Linked DNA regions of Oryctolagus cuniculus: region 2 is linked to region 1. The links are chromatin contacts, called in public Micro-C maps. All regions are on one chromosome and are shown on one strand. Each heading gives the region's core, a stretch centred on a gene start, on an enhancer-like site or on the middle of the called end of the contact. The rest is flanking DNA. Distances are from core to core; before and after follow the strand shown.

What was found. A called contact is a pair of places that touch in the nucleus more often than the background predicts.
Region 2: a contact with region 1 is called in a Micro-C map of ear pinna, with 1.7 times the contacts expected there. The contact joins the enhancer-like site here to the promoter of MTRFR in region 1. A contact is called at or near these places in 2 of 6 Hi-C or Micro-C datasets (ear pinna and skin fibroblasts).

What each region holds. Positions count from the first base shown.
Region 1 is chr21:6,077,306-6,084,456 of mOryCun1.1, reverse strand. MTRFR (mitochondrial translation release factor in rescue) reads left to right here and starts at 1,341. Exons shown (of 3, transcript XM_002723336.5): 1 at 1,341-1,549. It overlaps MPHOSPH9 (M-phase phosphoprotein 9), which reads right to left and starts at 1,253. Exons shown (of 25, transcript XM_070066113.1): 1 at 1,108-1,253.
Region 2 is chr21:6,141,304-6,148,970 of mOryCun1.1, reverse strand. MPHOSPH9 (M-phase phosphoprotein 9) reads right to left here. Exons shown (of 25, transcript XM_070066113.1): 23 at 3,459-7,667. Among named protein-coding and RNA genes, the nearest start is that of MPHOSPH9, 62 kb to the right of the region's middle. Within about 2 kb of position 2,485, at least 6 of the 8 cell types and tissues checked have an H3K27ac peak or open chromatin away from gene starts, as enhancers often do. A contact at or near this core is called in ear pinna, where this site is marked.

The sequences.
Region 1 (7,151 bases), core at 92-2,591:
CAACTTTGAAAACCTATTTTAAGGGTGGTTTGCAAAAATAGTAGCATCTCTTCAGGTAATACTTCAGCATGGCATTTTTAATAATCAAGGTTCTAGGCCGGCGCCGCGGCTCAGTCGGGGCGCCGGTTCTGTCCCGGTTGCCCCTCTTCCAGTCCAGCTCTGCTGTGGCCCGGGAGTGCAGTGGAGGATGGCCCAGGTCCTTGGGCCCTGCACCTCATAGGAGACCAGGAGAAGCACCTGGCTCCTGGCTTCGGATCGGCCATCTGGGAGGTGAACCAACGGAAGGAAGACCTTTCTCTCCGTCTCTCTCTCACTGTCTAACTCTGCCTGACAAATAATAATAATAATAATAATGATCAAGGTTCTAGGCACAGACTCCATTATGTAACGATGGAGCACTCACATGCCTTGATCAGGGCTGCCAGTGTGAGTGCTGCTGCGCCCCCGCCGGGCAACCGACACCCCCAGACTCAGACCACCCGGCTCTCGGGCCATGAAGGACAAGGACTCCGACTCCCTCCCCCGCCCCGACGGACACCCAGGCTCCTCCGGCCCGCGTGGGCGCTGGGCTGGGGGCAGGGGCGTGAGCCACGAAGGCGAACGTTTAAAGAAATAAACTTGTTAGGGAATGACTGGAACAGCGACCTCTCCGTACGTCCCGGCGACGGGCGGCGGCGCTCCGGCCCCAGCCCGTCCCCGCCCTGCGACCCGCACCGACGAAGGGCACCGCGGGCACACGCGCCGCGCCCGCGCTCCCGACCGCAACGCCGAGGCCGCGGGCCGCCCTCCGCAAGGCGAGGGAGAACCCACGGCCGGCCGCCGCCCTCGGGATTCCCGGCCCGAAACTGAGGGAAACCCTCAAGCCCCCCGCCCCTCCGGGAGGGCGCCCTGCGATTGGGCCGCGCGGGTGTCACTCAAGGGCACCGAGTCTAGAAAAGGCGCACGCAGGCGGGCGCAGCGCCCACACGCCGGCCGGCTCCGGTGGGGTCGGCGGTCCGGCCGCGGCCGCCCTCACACGGGTCCATGCGTACGCTCGGCCGTGTCTTCTAAGTTTCATCCCTTGTCCCCCTGCGGCTGGCAGCTCCTCGCAGACCGGCGGCCGCTTACCTGGCCCCGCTCCCACTGCCGCTGTCAGGGGCTAGCGAGCGGCCTCTCGCGACCGTTAAACTCGGAGCGTGCGCGCGCCCAGCGTCTCCCCTGTGATTGGCTGCTCGAAAGGGGGCGGAGACGGCCGAGCGCGGCGCGCGCGTTGACCTCCGGCTTCCCCTTTGCCAAAGAGGGTTGTCTGACGCCAAAGACTAAGGGGGGCGGGGCGTCTGTCAGATCCTCTTCTCTGATTGGCTCTCTGGGAACCTACCGCGGCCACGCGGGAAAGACGCCTCCTGTGCTCGCATGCGCAGTCGGTGAGAATGAGCGTTTGACAGGGGAGGGCAGCGGCAGCCAGGGTACGGCGCATGCGCAGATCCGGGAGCGCGGTTGCGTCTTCGGTCCCGCGGTGATTCGAGGTTCCAGTGGAACACCGGGCGCAGGAGGCCCGTCGTAAGAGCAGGTAAGCGTCCGGCTGCTCGTGACTGCCGCGGGCTCTGGAGCGAGGCCTGGAAGCCGGGAATCCTGAGTTCTTCACGGTTTGCGACGATCAGTTTAGCTGAGGCCCCTGGTCCTGACCCCAGAGCTCAGGGGCTGGGGAGAAGTGGAGCGAGCTAGGCCACGCAGCAGGTGCACAGCGGGGGTCGGCACTTCCCTGGCGTGGCTTTTGAGAACCCGCGTTTCCTCCCGGCCCAGTTAATCTGGAAATTACTCCCGGCTCTTAGACCCCCTGCCCCAGGAGACCCTGACCCCTGGACTGTCCCTCGGGCGGCCACCCGCAGCACCGAGAAGCCGGGACAATGCCCGCTGTCGGTCTCAGCCGACCCTCCCTCCAAAGACCCCCATCAGTGTGCGTAAGACCTCAAGCTTAAGTTGAAACCCACTCCCCAGTTGTGTTAATCCCGCAGTCAGTATTGTGCGCATGTGACACCCAGCTAAAATCAAATGATCTGTAAGCACACGACGGTTTTCCGTGACCCTATTACAAGCCCACCCCCCCCAAAAAAATTAGGATTAATTTCAGTAGTCACAAACTCTGCTGGAGACACTGTAGAACCTTTCACTCACAGAATTAAGAAATGTGAATTCCGGAGGCTTCCTAGAGTTATTCACCCTGAAAGGGAATGCTGGTGATTAACCAGCCAAGGGTGCGTGACCATTTTTGGCTACAAAATTGGACGGGCTTTGCTTGGTTTGGGGGTGTCAATTTTTGGTTTTGGCTTTTGGCACCTTGATTCTAGGTTATTTTTCTTTACCCATTAATGTTTTCATAAACCAACGGATTTAAGAACGAGCACTCCGAGTCACGGCGTCAGCTTGTGACGTCACGGATGCAGTCCACGCTTCGGCAGGGCTGCACACGCTCTCATTTCTTACCCAGGTGCAGCTCTTGGTGGGGTCTTAATTTAAAGAAAAAAAAGATGTTGAAGTGGACATCGCCTTCAACCAATAGGACTCAACAGAAGAAATGCCTTTTTCAAAGCTTTATAAACAGCTAAAAAGAGTTTTGAAAGTCAAAAAAATTATTTCTGAATATAGAAAACGGAAGTCGAAGGCTTCACAAATTCCAATTACTTGAGCGTTCACGGGAGGCGAGCCTGTGACAGTCCCTCGGAACACAAATTCCAAGTACTTAGATGTGTTAAGTATGACTTCTGATTAACTAGCACTGGAGATTTTGTACTACTTGAAAAACCCTACAGCCCTGTTCTATGGCTTTTCCTAAGGGCTTGATTAGCATACAGTACAGCATGGAAGGACTCATGTTTCTCCTTTGTCTTGGTGACTTCAGATTTACATCTTTTTTTTTTAAAGATTTTATTTATTTATTTTAGAGGCAGACAGTTACAGAGGGAGGGAGAGACTGTAAGGTCTACCATCCTCTGGTTCACTCTAAATGGCTGCAATGGCCGGAGCCAGGAGCTTCTGGGTCTCCCACGTGGGTGCAGGGGCCCAAGCACTTGGGCCATCTTCTGCTGCTTTCCCAGGCCACAGCAGAGAGCTGGGTCAGAAGAGGAGCAGCCGGGACCCAGACCAGCTCCCAAATGGGATGCCAGCACCGCAGGCCGAGGCTCCACCTCCTGCGCCTACAGCACCAGCCCCAACACTTCACATGTGTTATCTTTGCTGTCTTTCGGGATTGTTCTTGCTACATGCACAGTTCCTACAGACACTCACGTCTGACCCAGACTTCTTCCCCGACGGTGGCTCTATCTCAGCGTGAGCCGCTAGGAAGTCAGCGACGCTTCTACTTCACGGTGAACTTGGCTGCTGACTTCATAGACCAGCATTATGACCTCACCAAACAGCATGCCTTCAGCAGCATCATGGTTTTCTCATGCTGCTTTTTTTTTTTTTTTTAAGATTTTTTAATTTATTTATTTGACAGGCAGAGTTACAGACAGTGAAAGAGACAGACAGAAAAGTCTTCCTTCTGTTGGTTCACCCCCCAGATGGCTGCTACAGCTGGTGCTGCGCCGATCCAAAGCCAGGAGCCAGGTGCTTCCTCCTGGTCTCCCATGCGGGTGCAGGGCCCAAGCACTTGGGCCATCCTCCACTGCCTTCCCAGGCCACAACAGAGAGCTGGACTGGAAGAGGAGCAACCGGGACTAGAACCCAGCGCCCATATTGGAGGCCGGCGCTGCAGGCGGAGGATTAACCCAGTGTGCCACGACGCCGGCCCCTCTCATGCTTCTTAAATTGGAGCATGCCAAGTGCAGTAGTTTGCAGGTCACTGTTCCTGGATGAGATGAGCGCCATGAGACCAGGCCCTGGGAGGTGCTGGTCTCAGCTCTGCAGTTAGGGAGCTGGAGTGTTACCTCCGTGGCCATTTGTATGGTTTTGTTTGCGCCTTGGGTGTTAGCTCCATTCTGCAGAGGCCACATGGCCAAAGTGCTCCGCTGAAACGTGGAGACTAGACATTGGATCCCGGCCTTGCTGACCGCAAAGCTCTCACTCTGCAGGGCTTGGCAGGGGTGGGGGGTGATGAGAGTAAGAGACGGGTAAGGAAACTGAGCTGACATTGTTTAAGGAAGTGGGAAAGAACTCATCTGGGAGTGGGCATCAGGTTAAGCCACCGCTTGCAATGCCTCCATATCATATTGGAGTGCCTGGGTCAAGTCCAGGCTACTGTTTCCAATCCAGCTTCCTGCTAATGAATCCTGGGGGTGATAGGTCAAGTGCGTGACCCCCTGCCACCCCCATGGGAGGTCTGTATGGGGTTCTGAACTCCCAGCTTCAGCCTGGCTGTTGCAGGCATTTGGGAAATGAACCAGAAAGATGTTCTCTTCTTTTCTTTTCTCTCTGTCTCTTTATCTCTCTGCCTCTGTCTTTCAATTAGATGAAAATAAATAAAAATAATTTAACATTTTTTATAGAAAGACTATATCTAGAGATCTTATGAAAGGGCAGAAAGGATAAATTGTTTCAAATATTGAAAACTCAAGAGGAGTCGTTTTGACATAATCCGCATAATGTATCCCATATTTTCTTTACTTGTATCAATAATGTAAGTGAAAGTGCTTTAGAAAAGGATAAGTCCTAAAAAAACCCACATCATTAATCATAATCATAATAATAATATAAGCTTTGAGACTTTTAGGAGAAAGTGTAGTGTTGTCATCGCTGCTGTTACATCTTATTTGAATGGTGTGATTCATAAATTATAAAGTCGCTGTTAGATACTATGAATAGAAGATAATCACAGTGATGCACACTATTAGAGAGGTGTAATTCTCTGTGGATTCCAAGTTTTCCATTGAAAAAAAATGAGCAGGTTGTTGAAATTGTGTGAATCGAATACTTTTCTGTGTTTGTGCTTCAACGCTGCAGCATTAAAGTTTTAGATTCAGACCCAGAGTCAGTGTCCCCAGAATCAAAGCTAACAGCTCTGCGTGTCCTGCTCAGTCTATGACGTTTTCCTTGTTTGAGAAATAATTGGCATAGGCCACAGGCGCTTTGTCTGCAGCAAAAACACCCAGCATAGAAAGGACACACGGGTATTTCCAAGCTGACCTCCCCAGTTAGGGGTCCACTTGCAGGGGTGTCTCAGCCCCCTGTGCGGGCCTCTGCACAGGACGCTCCGGATGTGGAGGACCCAGAAAGCCTGCCTGCCTTCCCCCTCCCCCACTTCCTTCCTTCCCCCTCCTCCTTCCTTCCCCCTCCCCCTACCTTCCTTCCCCTTCCCTTCCCTTCTTCAAGATTTATTTATTTGAAAGAGTTAGAGAGGGGGAAGATAAAGAGACCTTCAACGCGCCGGTTCACTCCGCAGAAGCCAGGACTCATCTGGGTCTGCCAGGTGGGTGGCAGGGGCCCAAACCCTTGTGCCATCCTCTGCCGCTTCTCCCAGGCCGTTAACGGAGCTCCGGAAATGGAGCAGCTGCAACTTGAGCAGTGCCCGTGTGGGATGTCGGTGTCACGGGTAGCAACTTTACCTGCTGCACCACAACACCAGCCCCGGCTACTTTGTTTTAACTCATTTTCCCAGGAGCACTAAATCATACTTTTGAAATGTGAATTGTTATTAAGCTTTTCTCAGAAAATCGTTTTGCTCTCGCCTAGCTTCCATCGCCATCAGCTGGCCTTTCTTTCCATCGCCTCCAGTGTAACATGGAGCATTAGCCTGCGAGGCCCATTTGTTAGGACACAGTTTGGATACTGTGGTTTCATCTCCTCGTTGGAAAGGGGAGACAAGACTGAATAAGCAGGTAATCAGCTCCCACAAATTCTGGTCTCCGCCTCTTAAGCCTGGTAGGAACAAGAAGCAACAGCATTAGAAAGTGTCCCCGCAGCCAGAGAGCGGTAGAGCATCATGCCGTAGGGCGCTGCTTGGTAGATTTTATTTTACCGGAGTCACCTGAGGGTCGTGTTGGAGCGCAGGTTCTCCTTCGGGAGGTCCCGGGTAGGGCCTGCCTGAGACGCGTCCTCCCTAGCAAGCTCTCAAACGGTGGTGGTGGTGGTCCTACCGCTGCTGCTGCCGCCCAGTGCACCGCACACAGAGTCACCAGGCTGCAGCCACGTGGTCCAGTGTGGCCAGTGAGGAGAGGCTGGTCCACACTGAGAGAAGTGTAAATATAGCCCGGGTTGTGAGGCAGGGAGAGGAGGCAGAGCGCTTGCCTTCCATCTGCTGGCTTCCTCCCACGTGCCCAGATGGCCAGAGCTGATGCTGAGGTCGGGCAGCTCAATCCAGGGCTCCTCCGCGGGTGGCAGGGGCTCATTATTTGAGCCATCACGGCCTCCTGGCCTCCCGCGGTCTGCATCAGCAGGAAGCTGGAGTCGGTGGAGCCCAGGCACGCAGGTGTCTTACGCCTTAGGCTAATGCTCAGTCCTACACCCCATTTTTGAAGACTTCATGAAAAAAGATGAAAATATCTCAATTGTCTCAACTTCTAGGGCTGGGCCAGGACAAAGCCGGAAACTGGGAACCCAGTCCAGGTCTCCCACGTGGGTAGCAGGGCCTGCTGCCTCCCAGAGTCTACTGTAACAGGAAAATAGCATCAGGAACAGAGCAGGGATTTGAACCCAAGGTACTCCTGTACTCCTGTATGGATGTGGGCATCCTTACAAAAAAAGTTATTATGTATTTATTTGAAAGGCAGAGTTAGAGAGAGAGATCTTCCATCCACTGGTTCACTCAGATGTCCACAGTGACTGGGGCTGGGCCAGGCTTCAGCCAGAAGCCCAGAATTCCATCCCGGCTTCCCATGTGTGTAGCAGGGGCCCAAGGACTTGGGCCATCCTCCACTGCTTTCCCAGGCACATTATCAGAGAGTTGGATCGGAATTGGAGCAGCTGGGACTCAAACCTGTGCCCATATGGGATGCCAGCATTGCAGGTGGCAACTTAAGCTATTGCAACACAACGCTGGCCCCGAATGTGAACATCTTAACTCAAGTCTTAACCTCTAAGTCAAATGCTTGCCCCAGCTTCTTATTTTTAATGTGACTGCTAGAAAGTTTAGAACTTCACACAATGTGACTCACATTCTTACATCTCTGTTGGACAACACTATTTTAGAACATTAACACAATAGATGACATTTTTGGTGTCTTTTTTTTCATCTTTTC
Region 2 (7,667 bases), core at 1,236-3,735, 63 kb before region 1:
GGTGAACACATGGAGGTGCAGGAGCACTGGGCACAAGCCAGACTCGGAACAATCAGCTGATCTCCCCATGCCTCAGCTTCTTCCTCTGGGAGGGCGGAGGGGGACACCACCTCCCTCACAGGGTGCGGTGTGGAGAAAGCTCTCCTGCCCCACCTTCCTTGTCATCAGCAAAGGGGGCAGCTTCCTGGGGAAGGCACAAAGCTCACGGGGTCCTAAGTGCCAAAGGAGGTTTTTCATGAGATGCTGTGAGGAGCATTCGCAGAGGGGCAGGGCCTCAAGCTGTGGTTTTACAGCAAACCAGACAAGGATTTGCTGTGGCTCTATTTGAAAAGCCTTAATAAACATCAACCAAACGGCCTCTGGGGAAGCTGTGTAAGGACCACTCGGTAGCATCTGTGCCTGCAGGCAGGGGCCCCGGTGCGCAGGTTGCAGCAGGGCTGCCTGCTAAGGGACTGATCTCATCTAAGCAAAGCTGAGGCTGGCGGGCAGGCGTCCAGTGGCTCACTTTGGGTTGACCGTCTGGTCATAAACAGCAGCTCTCCTGCCTGTGGTCAACGCCACCAGCGTGATGTCACTGTCCTTCCATAAAAGAGCACGCAGCCCCCAGCGTCTTTTCCAAAAACAGCAAGGCTGAGATCTTGAAGACCAGACGTTTCCTCTTCTACCCCCTCCAAACAACCGCACATCCTCCATGGCTGCCTGCTCTCAAAGGCCAGGCTGGACAGACATGCCCAGCTGGGCTGCAGAGGACATCTGCTAGGCGTTTACCAGGCCTCTGCGCAGGGCGGGAGGCAACGCTGGGTCCCCACCAGAGAGAACCCAGGGGTCCTTCGAGTCGGCCCTCTCACCATATACCTCAGTAGGAATTTTCCTGCGTGCCCACTGTGTGCACGGCAAGAGGCACACGAAGACTGTGGCGAGGCCTTCAAAAGCTTGTGGAAAATTCGCATTACCTTTGCATTCCACTGGGCCGTGAGCTTTCTGAAGCCCCTTGTATGTTCAGTGCAGCCGGCCCAGGAGCTCAGGACTAGCGAGGGTAACCGCCGCTCCCTGTAGCGAGCAGGCTCAGGAGGGCACCCAAGGTGGAGGAGATAGACTCCCCGGGGAAGGCCCGTGGGGAGAACCGGGGAGAAGGCCCCGGGAGGGGAGGGCATGGAGTCCTGCGCCTCTCAAGCAGCCTGGGAGGGCCAGAGCTGAGCGTGTGAGGAAGGAAATGGTGGACAGGGGGCAGGCAAGGTGGACAGAGCCCAGATCCCCAAGGGCCTGTGTGTACAGAGCACTTTCTTTTAGATTCCATCAGGAGCAACCAAGAGCAAAGGAAACCCAGGGACTTGGTGAGGCTGGTGCAGCAAGCTGCAGACAAAGCCCTGCATGGCGTCCAGGCCTCTGGGCTCCCATAGTCCCATGCCCTACCCTGCGGTCCCCCGGGCAGCAGCAGCCGGGAAGGCCAGAAGACAGGGCAGCCGTGCAGCATTCACCGCCCAGACAACCTGGGGCCGGAGCCCAGACTTCTTCAGGGCCAAGGAAATGTCCCGTGCATCTGGCAAAAGCACTACTCCTCGCAAGAAAACCGCCCTGCCAGAGTTTCCCCGCAATGGGAGAGGCCTGGGAAGCCACGCCAGCCGCAGAGCACGGCCTCCCAACAGGAGACAGGGACCTCTGCAGCACCGGTCCAGGAGTCAGACCAGCGAGGGTCCTGCAGGCAAGCCTCCGTGGGCAAGCGTAGAAGCTTCTAGTCCACCAGACACTGGCTCTGCGGGCACAGGTTTCTGTCCAGGGCAGGAGACAGGAGATGAATCAAACTCTACCCCAGGAGCTCACAATCCAGCAGACAGATAAACCAGGCACAAAAGTAACCATAAAACAAGGCAGATGCGATAAGAGCCACGCAGATAAGATGCAGTGGGAGTTGAGAGGGGAGAGCGAGGGCATGGGAGGCAGAGGGGAGTGGAGGGAACGGGAGCTTCCGTTACCTCCCCAGAGCGGGGGATGCCTTCCAGTCTGCTGAATGGGGGCCGGGGAGAGAGCTGGTGGCGGGCAGAGAGGATCCAAGAAGGATCCTGGACAGAGAGAGGCCCGCAAGCCCGAGCCTTGGGAGAGGAGCCCCGACCCTCATCTCAGAGGCCGGGAGGGAAAGGGAGGAGGAGGTGTGCGGGATTTCTCCGCGGTGGCAGCAAGTTGGTTGGAGGGGACAAGGCTGGGACTTGCCTTGCAATGGCACACACCGCATTCGCCTCGTTGGGGTTTCTTGGGGGGAACTGGCGACCCACCCTTCAGCCCTGCCTCTGTCGAGAGAGGGTGTGGGGGGAGGAGCTGGCACCTCCCGTTGCAACAGGAAAGGAGACCTCGGATGAAGATGACCGCACCCCATGCCAGGACCCCAACACCCACCCGCGCAGCGAAAAGCCCGGACCCAGGCCCAGGCCCAGGCCCTTGCCCGCCCGTCATCAAGGTGGGGTCGCCCGGGGAAGGCCCACCCTGCACGCACACCTGCCTCCACACGTGCCCCTGCCCGCCGTGGCACTTGTCACGGGGAGGGGGAACTCCGCGTCCCCCCCGGCTGCGGCCGACGGAATTTCAGAAATTCGGGGCACGAATCCGGGGTCCGGTGACTCCCCGAGGGCGGGCCCAGGGAGGGGGTCCCCGCAGGCCACATCCTCCTGCCCGCCCGCCCGCCTCGGCGCCCGGCCCCGCTCCCCTGCTCTCTCTCCGCGCGCGCGCGGCGGGCTGGCGGGCAGGGCCTCACGGGCCCGGGTCCCGGCCCGCGGCGGGCACTGCGGGGCTCGCGGCGGTGCCCGCCCGCCCGCCGACCCCCGGGCCCGGAGGGCGCCGCCGGGACACTCACCCCGAGCGGCAGGGCCGCGGGCTCCGTCCTCTTCCGCCGCGGGCTGGGCCGCCGCCGCCTCACGCTGCCTCCCGGGGAGCGCCGGCCCCGCGGCCCCGGCCCGGCCCGCTGCGCCCCGCGGCCCCGCGCGCCCCCGCCGCCGGCTGGCCCCGCGCGAGCGGCCGGGCCCCGGCGGGCATGCTCCGGGCCGTCGGCGGGCGGCGCACGTGCGGGCGCCCCCGGCTGCTCTCGGGGCGGCGGCCGCGGCTCTGAGGAAGCGGCGGGGCGCGAGCGGGCCGGCTGGACAGCTCTACGCCGCGGCGCCGCCGTGGCCCGCGCGTCCCAGCGGCCGCTGCTGCTGCCCGCGCGCGCCGGGCCCGGCTCGCATTCCCTCACTCGCGCGGCGGCGGCGGCGGCGGCGGCGGCGGCGGCGGGCGGCGCCTCCTCAGGCCGCGCGGGGGAGCGGCGGCGGCGCCGGCTGTTCGAGCCCGGCCCCGCGCCTCCGCCGGAAGAAGCTCTCCGCCGTGGGCAGCCGGACCCGTTCCTCGCCCGCGGCCCCGCACCCTTCACGCACGCAGTCCTGGTGCCTGTGGGGCGGGAGGGCGCGGGCGGACGCGCGGCGATCGCGCCTCACCTGAATAGCGTCACTTCGTAAGATGGCAGTGCCTCGCGCGGAGCGCGGCGCGGGGCTGGCCGCGGTGGGGCCGCTCGAGTGTCCGCGGTCGCGCGGATAAGCCGCCGGCCAGCCGCCGCGCGGGGGCCGAGGGCCGGCCGGCGGCGGCGGGCTCTCCAGGAGGAGCTGGGCGAGGACCAGGAACAAGCGTCACCTTCGGGTCCCCGCAGCACTGGACTCTGTACATTCAAAGCCCAAGCCGGGCCCTGGTGCAACTGGAAGGAGCAATGCGGGGTTGCGGTGGAGCGAAGACCGGCTTGCTGGCCCGCATCACAAGTCTCGGCCTTCCCCTGGAAGGGCGGTGCGAGCCGACGCGGGCGCCCCGGGCTGGGCTCAGAAGCAGCCCGGGAGGGCGAGAGCACAGGCGGCCGCCGCTGCCCGGTTACCGCGCCCTGGGCACCGTCACTGCCGTGACTCCCCTAGCAGTGCCTGCCTTGGGTGGCCGCCCCTTCCCCCTCCGAGAGCCCGCCCGCCGGAGCTGCCTTGGGATTCCTGGAGCATCCCGAGTGAGGCTCTCGGCCCTGAAAGCCGGTGGAAGCCGAGCTGGCCTGACCACCACTGGACACTGGCTCTCGCCGCGGCTTGAAGAAAAACGCCAGCACCACAGGGCACTTCGTCTCCACGGTGTTTATTGCGTGCTCGTACGCAAGAATGAAGACATGGCCCCGCTTACAACTTCATTGCCCCAGTGTTGGACTAGATGGAACTGCTGCAAGCGCTTGTCTTTAGGTTTAATCAGCGGCACTGCAGGAAGCAAACTCTTCGTATTATTGGTCACTGTTACAGTGAAACTGTTAAATATAAAACATAACTGTCTTTTTAGTTATAGTCATAGGGTATATTGTGTCTACCAATGCACATTTATGCTTGACTCCTCACATATCTGAGGGGCCCACTGCAGTGAAACACAAACCAGATTGGAAAAGGCCTAGAAACCCGGATCTGAGAATATCAGTGTAATTATCAGCAAACTGCCATAGAGCTCTTGGCAGGGCATTTTCCAGCAAAATTTACACAATGTAATTGGTTTAATCAGGCCTGCAAAACTCATAACCACATATGGCCACTCAACAGGTAAACAGGATTTACCTCTGATTTATACAGAAAATTAGGTGTGCATTTTTTAAAATTCTTAAAGATTCACAGCACAACTGGCACATTAAAATTCAGTGAAAACTTCTTTTGAAATATCTAAAAATTAAAATAACAAAACGTGTGTGTGTGTGTGTGTGTGTGTTCAGAATTCAAATAGAATTTCAAATTCAGAAAGGAACTTGGCTCTCTGAAATCATAACCTTCCAGCACCCAGGGGTAGGCACCTCCCTCACTTGGTCCTATTTACCCACCATCACCTTGCGGGTGAATGTCAAGGGACAGCTAAAGGGGTAATTATTTTGAATACACAGGCAATAACTTTTAGGAATACATCCTATATTTATAATCAAACAAACCCTAAATCACCAATTAAGATCAAAGTGCTTTCTGCACTTAATTTGTTGAGTCCAGCACTTTTAAAATTTCAGTCACACACACACACACACACACCCAAGATGGAAGCACATTTAAACTCAAAAGTTTCTTTGCAAGGGGTGGAGAGAACACCTCAGACCACCTCACAGAAAAGTCAACCCAAGGCACTTTTAGGTCAATGGCTCGGGAGACAGGCCTTTTCTATTCAGAAAGAAATCACTGCCTCAAAAAAACCTACTTAATTAAAAATGATTTGGAATGTATGTGGGAAATTCAAAAAGCTTGTGGAAAAATTGCAAAGATGTTTATTTTGGTGCAACAATGGAAGTCCATGTCTATTTTCATAGTACACGTTTCCCACCAACTTTTTGAAGACCTCTCAGGTGCATGGATTTCAATTTTTCTTGCACCCAAATAAACTTTTCTTTTAATCCCACCTTTGATTCAAAGGAATGTTCTTCCCCTTCGGTCCTATCATTTGCTGCTGAGGAAGCCAGGCCTGAGCCAGGCGGGGGCCCAGGGGCATCTGGCTTCCAATCTCCCCTCTCCCATCCCCCACGCACAGCCCTAGCACTGTCCTTCGGCTACACATGCCATTGCTTCAGTTGGAGATGTTCTTCTGTTGGAGATGTCCATAGATGGACACTTCTAGCCCAGGAGTGGCTCCTGCAGACAGCAGCTTTGTCAAGGAAAGCAGCAGGCAGCCCTAGGCCATCGGGAGGGCTCACTGTCCATCTGCATTTAAAAGGCACTTTCCAGGGAGATGCCTGGAGTCTTTACTAACCACAGCACTGTCCCAGCCGCTAACAGAAGCAGTTTACCTCCCTGGGATAGCAGCTGCTGTGTAAGACTGCCACCTGTCCTACTTTTGGTTTGAGTCGACTTTCAGCTGAGTGTTTTGCGAAACAAGCATCACCAAAGGGGAGAGAGAGCAGAAACCATTTTCCTTGGTTTCCCTCTTCACAGCTACAAAGAAAATCGAATAGAAATTTTTTTAAAAAATAAGTAACTGATAGTTCCAATCTATTCCACACTTCAAAAGTCAAAACATATGCTTGCAGAGAGAGGCACAGAAGATGTTTTGACGGAGCTTGATGCCTTTTTTGGAATAAGCCAATTATAGGTTACTGAGAAGATAACTCCTTGGCAAGATGGACCCATCAATGCTGCTGAAACTGCATTTCCTTTTTCTTAAGAATGCAGAAGACTTCACAGCAAAAGTAGGGAACAATGAAGTCTTAACAATTTTCAAGTTAGTTCTTACTATCGTGTTTAGGAAGAGAACGTACTCAGGAAAGTCAACCCCTTCAGGAGCTCTCGACACAAGCTTTCCCAGAACCTGACTAAAATGGACTCTTCTTTCCTCTAACTGGGAGATCAGAGGAAACAAAAAGTAAAGAACAAAGGCACTTGGTTTCTTCCTCAGAAACTCTGATTAGGCTGTCCCAGTGGGAAAGGAACCTGCAGCTGGGTGTCAGTGGGGTCCTCCCCCTTGCTGAGACCCCCCACACAGAAGGGCAGCCTGTGGGCCACAGGCCAGGACACAGCCAGGGGAAGCTTTGGTGAAAGGTGCCCAAAGATAAGACTTGAGAGCAGACCTACACCCTAAAGGGATGATCTGGTTGGCTTGGATAACTACTACTACATATGATTAAAACCTACACAAAGAGAAAAAGCTCAAAAGCAAATCAGAATTTAAAGCCTGAACATTCGCAATGGGACTCAATTCTCAAGTCTGCAAGAGTCTTATCAACACTTCCCAAGCGTGAGCAAGCAGGCACTGGGTTCTGCCTGGCACCAGACCCTGGGTGGTGAAGCAACTCCGACGGAACCAGCAGTCCCAGCGCACACCTATACAAGCCTCTGCATCACAGCAGAGCCCCCTGGCACGCAGCACTTCTCAGAGTCAAGAAGGCACTGCCGGGCAGTGGGCGGAGCCATCCAACAAGCTGTGCGAAAGGCACCAGGCACAGTCCCTGTCCATTAGCAGGGAGATCGCTCTGACCCCAACCCAGTGTCCTACAGAACCTCCTAGGGAAGAATTCATTCTTCTGGATGGCAAGGGTGGATTGGGTGGAGGGAGGCGAAAGCATCCAGGTGATGACTGCCAGTGGAAACCATGTCCATGAAGGAGACCAGGGCTGCTCTGTTAGCAGCTTACTGAGTGATGGCCTGTGTGTCCACCTATCGTCCAGGTGGGCCACAGTTACATTCAGAATGATGGGAAAGAACTGCAGCTCTCCTGCAATTTACTTTTGTTTTTGAAAGTACTACATGAAACAAAATTGGGGAATTACATCCCTCTCATTTTTTCCTTACAAACAAGTTAAAGGGAAACGAAATGAGTTCTGTTCATGTAGGCGTCAAAGATTTCCAACAGTCTATTACCGCTATTCTACTATTTACCCTAAGCCGTATTTCACATAGGACTTGTGTGATTTCTTATAAACCTCAACACAACTGAAATCCAAGGTGTGCTATAACTTTTTTATAGTCAGTATGTATTAGTCTATCACTATAGAAGCTGTTGTTGAGCACTTATTTTTTAAAAAAATGAATCATATTTACAATGTAGAACATGTTATAAAATCGGTGTGCAAAGTTAATCATAAAAGGATAACACTATTTGTTTAGAAACAAGCTGCCTCTCCTGTTTACATTTCCTTATTCTGGATATAAATTGGAGACATATACTATTTA